Linked DNA regions of Lactuca sativa: region 1 is linked to region 2. Evidence: chromatin contacts called from public Hi-C data. All regions are on one chromosome and are shown on one strand. The core of a region is the stretch at or near the end of the contact, and the rest is flanking DNA. Distances in the headings are between cores, read along the strand shown.

Region 1 (2,700 bases), core at 103-2,602, 270 kb after region 2:
TTACAAACTTTAGCTGCCGATATTTATTTAAACTTTATTTTTTAAAAGATAAAAAATAAATAAATAACCTTGGAGATAGTTAGAGCTGGGCTCCACTGTTCTTTTAAAATATCAAGACAAATGCTTCCGTTGCTATTGATGTTTGGGTGGAAAACCTTCGTCCTGAAAGCTACCTATAAAAGGGCATAAATGTATGGAAATGACCATTTTACCCTTGAGGAAATGTGGAAGGAGAGGGTTACCTTAGGTGGCTTAAATGGATAATCCGGAGGGAAATGGATAGTAACAAGAAAGACTCCACCAGAATAAGGACTATCTGGAGGACCCATGATTGTTGCTTGCCAATGAAACATGTCTTCTGCCACTGGGCCTAAAATTAAATTTACAAAGGTAAGAATGCAATCAAGAAAAAAGAATTGATGATTTTCTTTTTTCATATATAGAAGATACATAAAGATGATTAGATGATACACCCTTGGAGATTTAAACAGAAACAAGAGAAATGATAGGGATCAGAAGAGAAGAGATTTAGGTGTTGTTTCTTTTTGACTTGATGGACTTAATAGGGACATGACTTAATGGAGATGGTAGACAAGAAGGTTTTTGGATGATCTGATTCTGATCTAGAAGCTAAATGACATGGTATGCCCATAATGATAATCCATTTCGTTGGGGATTCACAGGTGAAAACCTTGATAAAGCACAAATTGATCATGATCTATATCATATATCATCAAACGAGCAAACCTAGATAAAGAATTGATTCTCTCACACCTAAAACAGACGACTTTTCTCGACATATTAGACCATCTACCTCAAAATTTCAACAGAATCGCGAAGCAAAAACCTGTAATTTAGCTTTTCCACCAAATCAAAGCAAAATTCGAGCCACAGAAAGCTAGAAGACTCTCAACACAGAAGATTAAAGATCAAAAACATACGTTCACCAAAAATAAAAAGAAAAATAAATCGAACACAGGATCTAACAGATCGATATCTATGATGTACCTGCGCTGCAAGAGGTAGGAGGATCTTTCTGAAGATCCTTGAGCTCTTTCAAGATCCGCTTCGAAGCCATCGCTCAACACCACAAGGAAATCCTGGATTTTCAGCAATTTATACAAACCCTAACTCAAATTAGAAGACGTAATAGCTACTCACGTTATATACATTAGAGATCGAGGAGATAATCGAAAGAAAAAAAAGCAGATTCAATCACCTTGAAGATCCCCTCACCCCTGGTTATCAAGATTCCGTGAATAACCGGAGGAAAATGATTGTGTTTGTAGAAAATGGCTTTATATAGATACCCTCTTTCAGAGGGTGAGTAAAACGACGGAATGTAACGTTGATATTGTTATTTTCGGTAAAAGAGTTATACATGTGTGTAAGATATAAAATCTGTTACTATTATTTTCTGTAGTTGAATAAAAAATAGTTAATTTTTAAAGATATTAACATAAATTACTACATGATTTTCAACTAAATTATGTATTGCTATGTTGTTTTATCGAAATTGTATTTCAGTTTTGGTATGTTTATTTATTTTTTGTTATCTTCCGGTTGTTAGCATTTTTGTGTCCAAAAGCGACGTTTTTAACATTTATACTCAAATCAACATTACACATGTTTTTCTGTGTGCTATGTTTGATGGGTTTAACCCAAAATTTTATTTCCAAGCCATATGTTATGTATGTATGTAAGAGAAATTAAATATTCTTTTACTTTTTTTTTTTCCTATTCATCTTCCTATCCATTTGAAATTATAACAAATGTATTAAAATATGATTAATATTATTCAAATATGGTACTTGTCACTATTTCACCTAGGTTATTCTCTATATGTAATATATGTGTCTCAAATGTCGGATTTTATATGTGTTTAGTTTGGATTTTGGATATTTTTAATTCTTTCAACCTCATACATTGGCTCATTATAATTACTTGGTTAATGACTAAAAAGACGTGTCATATGAAATGAGTTCAAAATGTACTACGTGATGGATAAAAGGAGTTTGAAATGTCATCTAACTGAGATTCCAAAAGACACACACAAAAAATAATAATAATAATAATAATAATAATAATAAATAATAAATAATAAATAAAAAAAAGATAATGATTTCATGCAGTCATTTAGTGTATATCCATACCTTTTATATCTTTGTGTTTCTAAATATATGGATTAAAATGAGTTTGTTAAGAGGATATAAGGAATCAAATTATTATAGATAAATTAGATAACTATTTTAGATCTTTGTGTTTCTAAATATATAGATTAAATGAGATTGTTAAGAGGATATAAAGAATCAAACTATTATGGGAATTGATTCGTACACAACAAAAAAAAATTCCGTACACAACAATTTGTGCATTAAAGTGCTGTATTTTACAACTCCATAAAACATGAATTATTGTGTATGGAGAAAATTGTTGTGTACAAATCACTTCCCTAACTATTATAAGTCAAATTTGATAACTATTTAATATCTTTGTGTTTCTGAATATATATGGATTAAATGAGTTTGTTAAGAGGATATAACGAGTCAAACTATTATGGTCCAATTAGATAACTATTTTATATCTTTGTGTTTCTAAATATATATGGATTAAAATGAGATTTGTTGATAGGATATAACGAATCATACTATTATATGTCAAATTAGATAACCATTTTATATATTTGTGTTTCTAAATATA
Region 2 (2,700 bases), core at 26-2,525:
TGTTTGCTGGCGGCAGAAGTCGGACATGGTTATTGCCGCCAACTCCAGTGGCTGCTTGAAGTTGTTGCAGATGGTTTAAAGCCATTTGTGACATCATTAAGTGTATATAAATATATAAATCTTTGAAAATAAAGAAAACTTCGAGTCCCGAGCCTTTTGGGCTAATTCGATTGCTCGTGTACATTGAGATGAGGTCGAGAATTTTGTAGTTTTTTTTTTGGGTGTTGAATATGGTTGAAATTGAGATTTGATAGGGTGGTTTATTTGTGCTTTTTTTTTTTTATTTGGATGAAATTTGGAAGTAGAGTTTTATATGTATGTAAGTTGTGGTAGATGTTGATATGTATGCTGTATACCAGATAGTTTTCAATTGAGAAAGGTTTATACATTTTAGCATTCGTTTTACGTATCTAAATAGTTGGGTTGAAGTGTTAGTCTAGTGGTATATATACATTTTAATGTCACATCAAAAAATATTCATTTCATATTTTGCATACAAAAATATTTAAAAAGTAAAGTTTTTATAAAGAAAAAGAAGGGTTTTTCTATGTGAAATATGTTTTTTTGTAATATGATTTTATACAGCAGAAAACAAAATTTAAAACAAAAAGATGTAAAAAAATTAAACTTATGATGAATTTGTAACAAAAATTTTAAATATTCATGCCAAAAGTATAAAATTTAAAGGTGAAATGACCAGATGACCATATAAAAATGTCAAAATTAATATAATCGTCGATTTTTCGAAATTAATTGAATAAAATCGAATATAAAACAAAAATATAATATGAAGAAGAATATCGGAAGTTGAATTTATGACTTATAGGTAAATATATGTGCTTTCAAAATGATCTTGGACATTTGCAGTGTCCATTTTGGAACCTAATTTCAAGATACTAAAAGATTCTTAAAGTGTACTTTATACCGGCAGATAATCCGTAACAATATTATTGCAAAACAACTTTTAATTGCTAGAAAAAAAAATGGTCGATCAATTGATAATGTTGTGAAATATACGATCAATCATTCAATTGCTAGAAAAAAATGGCCAGGTTGTTAAATCCTCCACCCAGTTATATGATTATTTTTATGATTTTTCCTCTAAATAACTTCAACCGCGATTAACTTGTTTCTTTTTTGGATTTTTAGCTACAAACAAAATCAATTTACTTTTAATTTTAAATAAATAAATCAATCTGGATTCTGGGATTATCCATGTCATCACATCATTAAATGTCTGCCACACATACACCATGACTGATGACTACCCCAAAAGCTTTCAATCACATTGTTGATTGTCTTGTTACTTCTTCTATCTTACATTCCCTCCAAATTTCTCCACTAAAATTGCAGCAAACTTTCTGCGAAAATGGAAACCTTGATCACATCCCACTCCATTTCATGTCTCAATTTGAAAAAGCCTTCATTAAAATCCCAATATCCTCAATCGTTCTTCCATCTTAGACCTAATTTCTCCTCTTCTCGATCCTCTCTGAAATTGCAATATAACTTTAACGATAAATTGTTTTCACAGAAGAGGTTCGGAGCTACCATAAACGCTTCCATAGCTGGTCAAACCAATCCAATCGATGATGAATATACATGGCTTCTTGAACCCGTGGGTGAGCAATTTTATCCCTTGTTCATGTTCAATTACCACGCTATAGTATACTTGTTTAAATCAAAATTTGGTTTGTGGATTTGGTCAAATAGGTGATGGAGATTCGAGACACATCGGTTTTAAGGTTGCTATGCCATCTTCATTCGAGATTTCATCCGTAAGTAGTTTCTTTAGACTCATTATCTGAAAATCCGACTTCTGATTTTTAAAGTTTTCGGGCATGATTTGAGGTAGAAGGAGGCGACTGTTGGGCGTGTTCCTGAGAAAGCCGATATAGTAATCCCGGTTGCTACAGGTACTTATTAGTTATGGCAAAATTCTAAATACTTTCTTGGGTTAAATTCAAGAAATAGCAACAATTATAGCAATTTCATGATTTTCATCTAAATAAAAGCTGACTTTGACCGTTATATTGGTTAGATTTTTATACCATAATGTCTTTTTAAGAATTTATTTTTCATAAAACCATGCTTTAATAAAATGATATGAAAGTAGGATGCTATAATACAGTTTTTGAAAGTACATTGCTATTTTTGATAACTTTTTGTGTATCTTATGTAGTATCCGGTACGCATGCCCGATTTCAGAAGAAGGGTGGTGCTCTATTGTTGACCGATTTGGGCAGCACGAATGGGACATTCATTGATGAAAAAAGGCTTACGCCTGGCGTGCAATCAGTTGTCACCCCTGGGAGATACGTTACATTCGGTACAATCTTCCTAAAAAAGATTTATGGTTTATAATTTTTATTAACTTTTTTGTAAGAGGCTATTTTATATATAGATATTTGATTATTAGTTAAAAATTATCATTGATCATTTTTTTTTCTTTAGGGGACACCAATCTAGCAATCTTCCGTGTTTCAAAGATTAAAAACGTGAAGCCTATCACACAATCAAGTGAGTCCGAGCCCCAAGTTGAATTAGAGACGGAAGGTGTGAGCAATGTTCAAAATATTTAAGTTGATACATACGTTTTTGCCTTAATGTCAATGTAAAAAAGGTGCATAAGGTGATGCTTTATAGCCAAGAATCTAGCATTTGTATTGGTTTGTAGAAGGTTTACAAAAAAAGTATATC

Evidence for each region. A called contact is a pair of places that touch in the nucleus more often than the background predicts.
Region 1: a contact with region 2 is called in a Hi-C map of seed, with 7 times the contacts expected there. The contact joins the promoter of LOC111890857 here to the promoter of LOC111890854 in region 2. A contact is called at or near these places in 3 of 4 Hi-C or Micro-C datasets (leaf and seed).

Annotation. Positions count from the first base shown.
Region 1 is chr6:151,674,203-151,676,902 of Lsat_Salinas_v11, forward strand. LOC111890857 (SUMO-conjugating enzyme UBC9) reads right to left here and starts at 1,353. Exons shown (of 5, transcript XM_023886937.3): 1 at 1,220-1,353; 2 at 1,009-1,100; 3 at 243-370; 4 at 69-173. The coding sequence starts at 1,078.
Region 2 is chr6:151,400,695-151,403,394 of Lsat_Salinas_v11, forward strand. It overlaps LOC111890854, which reads left to right and starts at 1,276. Exons shown (of 5, transcript XM_023886935.3): 1 at 1,276-1,622; 2 at 1,714-1,778; 3 at 1,856-1,916; 4 at 2,183-2,329; 5 at 2,455-2,700. The coding sequence starts at 1,370. The coding sequence ends at 2,582. LOC111890835 (protein SPA1-RELATED 2) reads left to right here. Exons shown (of 9, transcript XM_052764758.1): 9 at 1-396. The coding sequence ends at 79.